Regions from separate parts of the Mus musculus genome. Here region 2 is linked to region 1. The links are chromatin contacts, called in public ChIA-PET maps. All regions are on one chromosome and are shown on one strand. The core of a region is the stretch at or near the end of the contact, and the rest is flanking DNA. Distances in the headings are between cores, read along the strand shown. Region 1 overlaps Sag (S-antigen, retina and pineal gland (arrestin)). Region 2 holds the start of Hjurp (Holliday junction recognition protein).

Region 1 (7,025 bases), core at 4,023-6,522:
GGGATCAGAGGCAGGGCTTTTTGCCTGTTAGGCAAGCACTATACCAACTAAGCCCCAATTTAAAAAACAAAACCAAAGCCAGTGACTATGTATCACACTGCTTCTTAATCCTACTTCAGCCTCCCAAAGTGGTTCACGCCCCGACACTGAACCCAAATAAAGGAAGATTTACAGAGAGTTCATTAGGCAGCTACTGATCTTTCTGAAATTTGAAAATTAAATTGATGTCATTTTTTTTTTTATTTTTAACCCAGCAAGGCAATTTACTTTTACAAAGGGGGTCTGGATGCCATTCCGGTCTGTCAGCCTCCACTGTGTGTGCAGATGTACACCCACTTGCGTACAGCGGTTCTCATGGTGCACACCTTTTGGTTTGCTTTCCCAGTATACATTGCCTCCAAACAAAACTGCAGAAGCTGACACACGGAACCATGCTAAACTCTACATAGGCATCAGTAGGTACCTCGGGCTTACTTTGCCATCCACCTGCCAGTCACTGAGAAGACAGAAATGGCACACTCAACACTTACCCCGACACCGTGAGCTTCACCTTGATATGGTATGACACCAGGATCCCCATGACGGTCCGGTCGATGCCCTCCTTGATGCTACCCAATCAAAAAGAAGAGGGGTTATGAGAACAGAGCCAGGGTGAGAACCATTCCTTTGCCTGCCAGGGCCATCATTCTGAAGATGGTGTCTCAGAACTGGAGAACTCCATGGATTACCTTCAAGTCTTAAAACTTCATCCATTAATGGGGCTGGGGAGTGGGTTTTCTGCATCCTTCCCTAGGGTGCTCACACAGGGCACAGCATCTGTCCTCCTCGGAGCTCAGCCTCTGACCTAAATCACTCTCCTGTCTCCTCCCTGTCTCCTGTACTGCACACCATGCTGCAGCTGCTGAGCCCTCAGGTTCTGAAGCCAGAGAGTTCAACCCATTCAGGTTCCAACTTCAGCAAACAGTCTTTGAAATATCCTTTCAATGAAATGCCTTTGCCATATCCTACCCAGCTCTGCCCTGAGGAACCATGAGCACCAACCTTGCTGACGTCAAACCCACCCAAAAGGTCCTTCTCATTTTTGTGCACCCTAACACCTCCAGCTGTAAAGCCTAGACTCAGCCAGGTAGCACTGGGCCCAGCTCTCCTGCACTCTACTCATAAGAAAGGCACAGAGACGCTTGCCTATCACTTGATCACAGGATCAGGCTTGTTCTGGGTCGCACCCAAAAGCTCTGTGTGCCCAGCAACCAGCATGGCACCTGACACCAAGGGAAAGCCCACTCAAATGGATGGACAAGGAGTGTGACACGTGACCAAAGAGAGTGACGTGTGACCAAACGGAGTGAAGGGTTAACTCCAGGCTCCATGAATATAGTCATGTTTCCTCAGTGGACATTTTGTCACAGACTATTATCTCCTATGACCCAACGTGGAAGACTTAAGTATCCTATGATGTCTCACAACAGGAATTATGGGATGGAAAATGACTGAAATCTATAAGCTACTGTGAACCCCAACAGAAATCTCAAAAGAGATGCCTGAAGGCACGGAGAACTGTGTCCAGCCCGGGGCCTTCTGTTGGATCATGTGCTCTAAGACTACAGCACTCCCCAAAGAGTATCATCTCTGGTGGGAGGACGGAGGCAGGACCTGAGGCCATGCTCTTGCTGGAATTGGCCTGTAAGCTTGTGCTATATGGAAGACCCAAACACAGGGAACAGAACATGTCTGAGACTTCAAGGGTTCTCACCACCATATTCCTGAGTGGGAGAGCCAGGGTAGAGTGGACTTGCTTAACAATGAACTCTTTGCAGAAGGGTATGCCATTGGCTGTGGGAAGCCGCCCCCACATTCGCCGTTACAAGATGGCGCTGACAGCTGTGTTCTAAGTGGTAAACAAATAATCTGCGCATGTGCCAAGGGTAGTTCTCCACCCCATGTGCTCTGCCTTCCCCGTGACGACAACTCGGCCATGGGCTGCAGCCAATCAGGGAGTGATACGTCCTAGGCGAAGGATAACTCTCCTTAATAGGGACGGGGTTTCGCTTTTGTTTTTGGGCTTGCTCTCTTGCTCCTAAAGATGTAAACAATAGAGCTCTTGCTCTGCGCTCTGGCGCTCTGGCACTCTGGCGCTCTGGCTCCTAAAGATGTAAGCAATGGGGGGTTTACACTCTTGCTCCTGAAGATGTAAGCAATAAAGTTTTGACGCAGAAGATTCTGGTTTGCTGTGTTCTTCCTGGCCGGTCGTGAACGCGTGTAAGAATTGGCATCAGTTCATTGGCCCCTTTAAATTGATGTATGGCATCAGTTTTCATTCCCTGGAATTTCTCAAACATGCTTTAGAATCTAACACAGGCAGTTGGCAAATTATCCTCAGAAAACCCCTTGATTCTAACCTTCATTCTGCCAAATATTCACTGTCCCCACTACTAGCCTCACAGAATGTAAGCTACAGGTCTGTCTGGGGGGTCAGAACACTCCCCCTCTTTTTTCATTGGGCATCACCTCTGAGGGGAGCCTACTGGGGCCAGGAAGGAGCACCCTGCACATCCTATGGGAGAGGGCAGTATATAGGCTGCAAGCCTGGGTCTTGGCTCCTGCCTCACACCATCAGCGGTTAGTAGCTTATAATCTCGCAGCAAACAAGGCCTAGAAAGGCAGCTAGCAACTGGCTTCACTGCAGAGATTATCCCCCTATAGTCTTTGCCTAAATCAATCTAGCAGTTCTCCAACAGAATAGGCAGGTCAGCTCCTCTTTTCAACAAAATCTGGTACGTATCCGTAGCCACTGGGTCTTTCCAGATGGAAACTGAATGAATGGAAATAGCCAAATACAACAACCCAGGTTATGTGTTCAGGCACCATACTTTACATACATTGTTCCAATTAGTCTTCATCACTAGCATGTGACATTGGAATTTGCTATTACTCCCACTTTACAGACCAGAAAACTAAGGTTCTCAGAGAGCTCAAGGAACTTAGCCGTGGTCACCCAGAGGGCAGGCAGTGACACTATGGTTGGTATAAGGCTATGCCCAGAGCCAGCCTGGGCAACTATAACATCATGCATGCCACAGTGGAAGTGGGAGCATTACTGATATGCCTGCCTGTGAGCCTCTGGGGAAGCCCGGTACCAGCCCTGCACGGGTGACCCATTCACAGAGCATCCAGGACTTACATGGTGCTGGAGGCCAGGTTTGTGTCCTCATGCTTGATCTTCCCATCCAGCGCGATGCCTCTTCTTTCTCTGTTGTTAGCCAGTAGGGGCACCAGCACCAGTGTCTTGGTCAAAGTGCTGTTTGGCTGCACTTTTTCTCTTGAGGAAGAATCATAGAGAGTTCTATGGCTGTGACAGTCACAATTAATACCTTGTCCTGGCCACCATTAATTAACATCTCAAGATCCTACCTGCCGTGGGCATTTTTAGAGTGAAAGTTTCCCTTACCAAACAGACATGCTGTTAGTCCTGAGCCTGAGGGGCAGCAAGACTATGACACTTCAGGGCTGGAGAGATGGCTCAGTTGGTAAAACATGTGCCATAGAGTCCTGAGGGAAGCCCTGTGCTACCATGTTCAGTGTGTCTGTAAACAACCACTGGAGAGCTAGAAGATGGATCCCCGGAGATCATAGGCCTGCTAGTCTCGCTCAGTCACTGAGATCCAAATTCAGTGAGAGACTTTGTCTAAAAAATGTAAGGTGTAGAGATGGCTCAGTAGTTGAGAGTTCTTGACTCTCTTGCAGAGGACCAGAATTCAGTTCTCTGCACCCACGTGGTAAATCACAGCCACCTGTAACTTTAGTTCCAGGGAATCAAATGCCTCCTCCTGGCCTCCAGAGGCACCAGGCACAAACAGAACACACACACACACACACACACACACACACACACACACACACACACACACAGCATACACAAAAGGTTGGGACATTCATTCCCTCAAGCCTCTTGACTTGTTCTGAATTACGAAAACCTCTGAAATGTTCTGTGAGGTTAAATAAGACCAATACTCAGCAGTGGTGGTACATACTGGTAATCCCAAGACTCAGAAGATTGAGACAGGAAGATCATGAGTTCTAGACCAGCCTGGACTACATAGTGAAAGTCTGTCTTATAAAAGCAAAAACAACAAGACCAGAAGCAAATGAAACTCACTAAAAATCTAGCTGAGTGTAGTGGCATTGTCCTTTAATGCTAATACTTGAGAGGCAGAGACAGGAGAATCTCTGTGTATTCAAGGCTATCCTGATCTACACAGCCATAAAGAGACCCTTTCCTGAGTCCCACTGTGGGCAGTGTCAGCAAAGAAGCTGATACAGAACCACTGTAGCCAAAACTGTCCATACTAGGAAGGATAGACCGTGTGACTGATAGGTCTGTAACCACTTATAACCCAGGTCAGTCTGATCAGTCAGTTCAAAGATCTCTCTCTCTCTCTCTCTCTCTCTCTCTCTCTCTCTCTCTCTCTCTCTCTCTCTCTCTCTTCCCCTCTTCTCCCCTCCTCTCCCCTCTCTCCCCTCTCTCCCCTCTCTCCCTCTCTCCCCTGTCTCCCCTCTCTCCCCTCTCTCCCCTCTCTCCCCTCTCTCCCCTCTCTCTCCTTCTCTCCTCTCTCCTCTCTCCTCTCTCCTCTCTCCTCTCTCCTCTCTCCTCTCTCCTCTCTCCTCTCTCCTCTCTCTGTGTAGCCCTGGCTGTTTTGGAACTTACTCTGTAGACCAAGCTGGCCTTGAACTCACAGAGATCTGCCTGCCTCTGCTGAGATTAAAGGTATTCAACATCACTGCCCAGCTTGGCTCCCCTCTTTCTTTACTGGGGTTCCTGCAGAGGGCTGTGGGGTTTCCTATGAGTGAAAGACAGAAGGAACCCCACTCTGAGGGTCAATTCTGGGACCTGGCTAGAGACACAGCACTCCTGGGATTCCAGAGTGGTATCTGGGCTGGACAATTCATTCTGCAGTGCACATCCTAGCAACCAGGCCTGGGCTGCAGGCAGAAGGTAGAGTATGGCTTGCAACAATGCTGGCTGGGAGCCAGCATCAGGACCACTTCCTGAATGAGTTCCCAGACATCTGGACATGTGAACTGTCTCCCATGGGAAGGACGCCCCTGTTTGCACCCCAACCCCCGGGAGTTTAAAGCAGCTTCTGCTTCTCCTGCCTCTAGTGAGTTCAGGAAACTCTTGCAAAGTTTTGCTTGAGCTAGGGGTGGCCACATCCTACCACCTGGGTTGTGGTGTTCTCTCTCTCTCTCTCTCTCTCTCTCTCTCTCTCTCTCTCTCTCTCTCTCTCTCCTCTAGCAGAAGAGGGCCTTTGGGCTAGGCTGTACTGTAGTAGAACCTGCGGAAGCCAGGCCCACAGCTGTGTTCAGGGCCATTAGGATCTCATACTGCATGGTCAGCAGCAGCTTACAACGGATGTTTGACCCGGTTTGAGGAACCCTGCCCACCAGAGCCCTGGTTGCTGGATGTGTCTGGAACAGTGCTGGGCTCTTGCAGCCTTCTGAGTGGCTTCTACATTGAGACCAATGTGATTTAGTCGTAATGGGATGGTTTTGAGAAGGGCCTTGGAGATGAGAGAAAACAACTCAGGATGTGTCTGTGAGAACATTTCCAGAGAAGATTAGCCCAGAGGGAAGGCTGCCCTGGATACAAGAGCCACCATTGCAGAGGCTAGAAACCTGGCTGTCATCAAAGGGGGAGCAGGGGTATCCTGCTAATGCCTGCATTCCTTGTTTCCTGAGCTGTTCTGCTCTGCCACGCCCACCCTGCTGTGATCAATAGAAACTGTGAATGGAAACAGATATTTCTGTGACAGTTTGTTTTCTCAGATACGTGCCTGTGCCTAAACAATGAAAAAGCTAACATGATATGGCCCCATTTCTAGACTGCTCTGCCCACCCCCGACCCCCGGGAAATCCTAGAATGGTGTCCATTCTCCCGAGGATCATTTGGTCCAAAAAGCACACAGAGTTTTGAATGAGAAACAGGAAATGGTATAGAGATACACACACACACACACACACACACACACACACACACACACACACACACACATCTGGTGTAATCTTCCTGCAAATTCTGCTACAGTAAAGGCTATCATTCTAGCCCGAGGGCCCCCTTCCATGACAGTCAAGCTGGGGGGGAGACAGACAGACAGACAGAGAGAATGAAACATGCATGCAGACACACACACACACACGTGTGTGTGTGTGTGTGTGTGTGTATATATATATATATATATATATATGTATATATAGATATATGCATATATAGATATACGCATATATATATATAGATAGATATAGATATATATATATACACACACATACATATCATAGCCCTAGCCTGGGCTAATAGCTCATTTAGTCATCTTCTGGGGGCAGGACGAGCATCTCATTCCTGTCAACACATTCCAAGGATACACAGAGCCCTTCTTGTTCCCATAGTGACCTTACTCTCTAGATTTCTCTCCTCCGGTCCCTTGTTTATAAAGACTGTTCTCCCAGCCTAAGAGATGGACCCAGAGGCAAAATAAACACATAGCCTAGCCTGCCTTGCTTCATAGCTCTTGATGGGAGAAAGGGGGAAGAAAGCAAAGGCTTTCTTTTCAGAAAAGGCAAAGTTCCCTCTTCAGAAGAGGAAGCTGACAAAGCGGGCTGCCGCCCAGGAAGTGGAAAGACACCTGCTACTTACTGTGTTTCCTCCGAGGCTACAGGCTTGACGTAATAGTCACTTGAGTAGAGAACCACATTGGCTATCTGTTCCACTGCAAAGGGAAGACAGGAGGGGGTGGTCAGGGCAGCCCCTCGTGCCTTCAAGGAGACACACAGGACCATTTGACTCTGGCTTTCTCAGCCCTCGGCTTCAAGCTGCAATTTTTCAAGGTCTGGTTGCAGGCCATTTCTGTATACCAGTGACTCACTCTGCGTTACCAAAACACCGGGCTCTGAGATTCGGCTCCAGGAAGCACCCTTCTCTCCTCCAAACCCATAATCTCTTAAAATCAAGCTTGAGGATTAAGAGAAACAAT
Region 2 (6,636 bases), core at 1,872-4,371, 450 kb before region 1:
GTGTTTGTTCTGCAAAACAGGCCCAAGGTGAGGAGAAAAGGCAATTTTCTACCACATGAAGGTGGAGCAGAAGTATCACCGAAGCCCTAGCCCCATTTTCTCTGGGGGAAGAAATCCACACTTCTGGTAGGGCGGGGGTGAGGGGGCCGTGATGGTAAAACGTGACCCAGCTCTGTGGAGTCAGGGTTAAAATGTCTGGAGCCTCCGTGTGTCCCACTGGGATAAAAGGACTCTGATTTGTATGATGAAGGGGAAAATATGTGATTGCCTGTCCGTGTTCGCTGTTCCATGAATAACACAGGTTCATTTTTGCACAGACAGGCACCCATTCTGGAAAACGTGGCAGAAGAAAACTAATGCTAAAAGTGTTCCATCACACCATCGTTGATATGAATATATCCTGGAAACGCTTTCATAAACGCATACTCGCATCGTGAAAGTACAGATGTTATGTGCAGATGAGATCACTGGCAATTCACCTCACAAAACAGACTGACCCCCACAACAGTGAAGAGTCCAGAAAGCTTTATTACGGCCAGGCAACACTCTGCTCGGCAGAAGGCACACACTGGGTAGAGAACATAGTCCTTTCTTATACAATATTTGTTGCTGGGCAGGCAGAGCAAGCAAGTGGTTTAACAAAAGCAAATCAGAATGCAGTTATAGCAAGGCCATACATAAAGTTTAAAATTAACAGAGACAAGGGTCTAGGTACAGGCAATTAAATCAGTAGTGATTTAAAACGTTATCTCAATCCTGTTATCATGCAGTGCCGAAATAAGACCAAGAGTCTACACAAACCTTATCTCTTCTCCCACTATCTTACTTACCCTTTTCCCTAGTTTACACAAGATTGCAAGGAACATTTTTTGCACTCAGACCTTGACCATTTGTAGCCTCTAACATTTCTTTAACAATATACATTTTCAAAGATTTCTTATATTTAATTTGTATAGGGGGTTTCTACATGTGAGTGTGGGTGCCGATTGGGGTCAGAACGTGTCCCCCAGAGCTGGAGTTGTGGCTTTTTGTGAACATCCTGACAAAGGTACTGGAAACCAGACTTGGGTCCTATGCAAGAGCTGTGCGGGTCTTAAGTGCTGAGTCATATCTCCAGCCACAACACAGACACTTTTAAAGTACCGGTACAAAACATGTTTAGAAACTCCATTTGAGACCTCTCTGTCCTGTCATTCTAAATGTCAATGAATGCAGTTCTTCAAAACTTAATGGAACCTCACACACTCCCACACCCCCACTCTCATCCCCAGCACACTCACAATACTAAATACTGTGGTTAGAGATTTGTAAACACCCCCAGGCTAAATTCCTGCCAAGGTCTTTCATTGCTTAGGTTTCAAAATGTTGACCCATGGCATCAAAGTACGGTGTGTTTTTTGAAAGCCCATTTTACACCATGCTGCACTTTCCTCTGGAAACATTGCATAACAAAGGCTCTCCTGAAGGGTTAGAGATCCATTTCCTCACGCTCACCCTGATAGTTAATATTTGTGGCTGTTGTTAATTATGCTAACCTCCTAGACTGGACATGACTATTTAGTTTGGTCCCTTTTAACTTTCGTAAGTTAACTTACAAAGCAATAGGTTTAAATGTGGCACCTTCCTATGTCCGCCCTCAGACCTTGTTCTTGCTCATCCTTAACTTAGTTTTGAGACAGAGCACTGCCCATTGCACCTCCTCTCTTGTTGACAATTTCTGACCTTTGTCCTTTTCCCTGAAGGGCTTTCTTACTAAATGTTCTTATCATTAACCCTTGGTAAGATTTATTATTACAATATTATATTTATTATTATTTAATACTTAATTTGGTCCCTCTTAACTTTCATAAGTATTTGGGCCAAATTACCTGTTCTGTTTTGTATATGTAAATGCTTTAATTGATTTTTCTCAATGACAATCAGTATTCTGAAACCTTCTCCGCCTATTTGACTAAACATACTTTGATGAGCTATTAATGCCTCTTTCTAACACAGTAGTCGTGAATGATCTATGTGAAGTCAAAATTATCTGTAAATTGACAGAGTCTCGGATATTTTCTTGTTAATGTGAGAAAACACCTAGCAAAAAGCAAAATAAGGAAGGAAAGTTTTACTTTAAGCTTGCAGTGCAGAGAAGTTCAGCCATCAGGATGGGGAAGGCTTGGAGGTGCTCAGGAGACAGAACAGCATATCTAGTTGACGCCACCACCAACGTTCTGAAGCAACACCTTCTCACATCCCCACAGGCAACAGGTTCATACTGGGGTAGGGACAGATTGGATGAGGCAACCGCCATCCAATCCCAGGAGAGTCGGACGACCGACGGCCCTCCCAGAAGCCCAGGATCTTGAAAGAGACTTCCGCGCTTGTTGCAAATACATTGCGTGGGCATCCACAGTCTATGAGCCTGGAAGCTCTTCTTCCCTCCCTCAGTTTCAATGGGACAGCATGAAAAGATTATGGGGGCAGGCTGAGAAGTAGAGAGGCACCTCAAGGGACTTCCTGATACTCAGTAATGATTCCATTAATTCCCATATCGTGATAATCACGTTAATACCCGCAAACAAATGTAGCTGTTATGAAGTCACAGTAAAACCAACTAGTGGGGTTCAATCCCCCAGCTCTGCCAGAAGACAACCCCTCCCAAAAATTCTGAAAATGTTCTAAAATGTTAATCGAAGTAAATGCCCTCATAAAATGGACACCAAATTACCTACCCCCTCAAGGAACAAGATAACAATCAAGAAACAGCCTATAATCAGAAATGGGAGAGAAAGTTTATTTTAAAACCCTAGGATAAAAATCACAGATTCTGTCACGTTTATAATATCGTTCAGCACATTTACACGCGTCTTGTTTTTGAACACTGGCTTTCCAGACTCCTTTCAGGACCGTTATTTGGATCTGGCTTTCCCCAAGCCTTCCCAAGAGCTGGGAAATTGGTAGATCCAGGAAGGAGCCTTGACAGGCAACTCACCCAGAAGCCTCTAGGGGACGCGGGAGTGCCGCATGAAGTAATGCGCATGTTCCACCCGCTCCGGCGGACCCTCCCTCTCGTCCCTCCCCTTCTCGTTTCCACCGGAAGTGCTCCCTGGGAGCGGCGGCCGGAAACGCGGGCAGGATCGGTTGCGTAAATACTTTTGAAAGACCCTATTAGCGCGCGGGGCGCCACGTTTGATCTGTGGACGGGCTTGGGCGGGTGCAGTGCCGGGCAGAGAGCCACGTACGCCATGGAGTCTATGGGTCGGCAGGACCGCAGGCTGCATCAGCAGCTTAAGGAAAGCAGTAGCCGCTTCCAGACGTTAATGAAGCGGCTGATAGCGAAGGTAGGCTGGGACGGCGGCCGAGGCGGGCAGGGCGCGGTGGGCGGGGATCCAGCGCCCCGGAGTCTGACCAGCTCTCCCTTCCCCGCAGTACAACCAGCCCTTTGAGGACGACCCGTTGGTGGAGATGAGGACGTTAACCTACGAGACGCCCCAGGGTACGAAGCCCTCCCTTCCTGTTGGCACTGGGCCAGAACAGTGGGCCTAGAATTTGCAATGCTGCATTTGTCCCCCTTGCTCCTAGGGACCTTGAATCCCTGAGTTGCTGATTTCCAATTTAATTTCTCTGAAAGAAATGCCTGGAGACACAGTGCAGCCTGGTTTTTTAAAATGCCTGGCATGGAAGTTCGAGCTAATTGATTAGCGGTACAAGTGACTCTGTAAAATAAGGATGTTGACAATCATGGGTAAGCCGTATGGTTGTGTATAACATCACCAGAGTACCTGTCAGGCCATTGGAACAGCACCCAGGACTGCTCCGCTCTCATGGGCTTTGCTGTATAAATGTAGACCCATCTGTTTTGGACAGTCCCCATTATCTGCCACCTCTGACGCATTTTATTTAATGTTGTGAGTGTACTTACTACCTTAAACCTCATCGGTTCTCTAACTGGGATAAGTTTGTTATTTGATGAGGTCGTATCCTTCCCTAAGACCCATCCCTGATGTTTGTCTGAATTTATTGATAAAATCGGATTTCGGATCACAGTCTGCCAGGGGTCTACAAGTGCAGTCTGTCTTTTGTCTTATTGGCTGTTCAGGGCACGTGTTGGGTAAGCATTTTAAATAAGCAGAAACTGAACTAATTCTACAAAGAGGTTGCTTTTCTCTGGATGGGATCAGGACACAGCAATATAGGAATCCATAAGTGTGCTGTCTGACTCTTGGCTTTTCTGTGCTCTTGCGGCTGTTTGTGAAGGGGTAGGCAGTGTCTGGAGTATTTTGGACTGCCCATCTGTCTTCAATGATATATTCTGTCAGTGATATATAACTGATGTCAGTTATATGAGAACAGTGAAGTTGCTGAAGAGTTTGAGACTATACAAGTTGGTATAAGAGCCCTCCCTGAGGTCTGGCCAACACATAGACACCTAGGGCTGCAGTTGTCGGTTAACAAATCTATGTCCTAGCAAGCTTGCCATGAATCCCTCATCTTGTTGATTGTTCTGAGAGACACGTTTTTGGCGCGGCCTTTCCTAACATGCAGTAGACTGAAGTCCAGATTTAAGGTGGAGACTGGAGCAGAGAGCTAACTGCAGAGAACAGGAGGGAATCATTTGTGTGTGTTGACAGTTCACCTGGGCATGCACTTAGCACGTATTGTAGAGTTCAGTTTCAAACATGCAACATTAGCACTTTATGCGATTAAATGTAGAATTCCACGGAGAGGGCCATTCAGCAAAGCCTTGATTTGACTTAGCCGTTGTAGTTGAGCATCAGTGTCCTCTGGAAAGGTCATGTCCCACAGTGGTCAGTGCTATCAGACCTCCCAGAATTCACATGCTGGTTCCACTTCATGAGCAGAGAGCTGGGTTAGTCATCTGAACTTTCCTCTTCGCATATCTGTCTGTACAGTGGACATGGTAAGTCTGTCCTGTGGGCTTTTAAGAGGGTATGGGAGTTACATGCCACACGGGTTGCAAATACGAAACGGTGTGTCCTTGCTAAAACCTGGAGCATAGAGGGTGCTGTGTAATTTATTTTTTCTGTTTCTGTTATAATAATATAATCTGAAATCTCCAGACCCACCATTTTTCTAAGTAACTTGTGTTTTCCTTGAGGGATTTAGAAGGACTGAGTGTACCTCACTGGTTCTGCTAGCTGGGGGGTGACGGGGCTGATGCGCTCCTTCAAGCTCCAGAGTTCTCTGTACGTGGGCTTCTCTGTCCTGGGCTTCTAGATCGCCCTAGGAAAGCACTGACTCCCAAGATGAGGTTAAATGTATGCTACGTGTCTCCCCCTACCTCCCAAATATATAACTTAAGAACAGTATGTATTTGGAATATGAGCTGTGTTAGCCCCTCAGGTACATGGTGGAATTGGGTGACCTGCTGCCTTCTGGGTAGGAGAGACTGCCATTAGTGACAAGTTTGTCCAATCTTGGTTTTTTTAAAAACTTTCTCCTTCACCAAACTGACTGACGGCGCTGCCAATGCCTGGATTGCTCTGAACGCTTGCTTGCCTTTCGCTTCCTTCGCTTTGGTTTCCCATCAAAGCGTTTTAAGCGGAAATGCGAGCATTTCAGATTGCTTCTTCAATTGTCACCTTTGTTTCTTAAGGGTTGAGAGTTTGGGGAGGAAAGCTGATGAAGAAGGAAGACAAGGAATACACTCAGGTATTTGCCATCAGGTTTGCCGCCTTCCTGCTTTACTCTAGTGTGTTGGTGGGACTGCATCCCAGCGCCAGAGAGCCCGGAGGCCGGTGTGCTCTGTGATGGGATGACCTCCTCCTCTGCCCTTACCCCTCCTGTGTGAAGATAAACTGAGAAGTGTTTCTTCCACCTCCTGGCTCTTGTCTGCTATTTCTTCATCATAGTCCACAGCAAGCCATGTGTACCGATGCTGGACCAGCTTGGGGACTCTCAGGGAATGTCCTAGAGGGAGCTCCTTAGTTGGGTCCTTACCAAAAACGCCCAAATCTCATTTCCTTTAAGAAAAAAAAAAAACAATGCCTCTTTTCTTCCTCTGTAACCAGGATGGAGAAAGAGGAGGAGGAGATCTCGTACAGAATCGCATGGCCTCCACCTTTCTGTGCCCCTAGACTGAGGGTCTCCGGGTGCCAGGGCTTTACTGCTAGTAAATACAGCTAATGCTGCTTTTCTGGGTGGCATCAACACCTTTTGCCTTCCTGCTGTGAGACTGGCCTTTTGCCCTGGTGATTAGTGAAAAGCTGCCTGGTCTAACGGAGTCTCAGGCAACCATGGTTCCTGGGGAAACCCATTGCCCGGAATGGAACATCAAAATTAAGTTACACAGCATTAATAGCAGTTCTGGAGTTAAGCTTCCTTGGCTGATTATTATAGCCATAGGAGGGCAGAACTGGCTATAATAATCTTAGGTTAGCTGGGCTGCTGTGGATGTATTCACTCGTACCACCTCAGTGTCTGTCTGGAAATTACCTCATGCCCCTTCCCAAGGCGCTCTTGTCGTCATCATCAGCTGTTACATAGTGTAGCTGCCTTTCGATTTTTTTTGAGACAGGATCTCACACTGTCACCCAAATTAACCTGGAACTGGCTGTGTAGCTCATCAGTTCCAAGGCATTTGGCCCTGGCACCTTTCTCTGTTGTGACTCTTGCTTTGTGAAGATGTAA

Evidence for each region. ChIA-PET counts read pairs in DNA pulled down with a chosen protein or histone mark.
Region 2: an RNA polymerase II ChIA-PET map of effector CD8 T cells shows a contact between it and region 1, with 5 read pairs. The contact joins the promoter of Hjurp here to the enhancer-like site in region 1. A contact is called at or near these places in 6 of 484 Hi-C or Micro-C datasets (all in embryonic stem cells), 1 of 115 datasets of contacts at active chromatin or transcription factors (effector CD8 T cells) and 2 of 9 other capture datasets (embryonic stem cells and pancreatic islet).

What each region holds. Positions count from the first base shown.
Region 1 is chr1:87,828,133-87,835,157 of GRCm38.p6, reverse strand. It overlaps Sag (S-antigen, retina and pineal gland (arrestin)), which reads right to left. Exons shown (of 16, transcript NM_009118.2): 10 at 6,689-6,761; 11 at 3,182-3,319; 12 at 531-608. Among named protein-coding and RNA genes, the nearest start is that of Dgkd, 22 kb to the left of the region's middle. Within about 2 kb of position 5,272, at least 154 of the 459 cell types and tissues checked have an H3K27ac peak or open chromatin away from gene starts, as enhancers often do. A contact at or near this core is called in effector CD8 T cells, where this site is marked.
Region 2 is chr1:88,274,064-88,280,699 of GRCm38.p6, reverse strand. Hjurp (Holliday junction recognition protein) reads left to right here and starts at 3,121. Exons shown (of 8, transcript NM_198652.2): 1 at 3,121-3,326; 2 at 3,415-3,481; 3 at 5,603-5,658. The coding sequence starts at 3,231.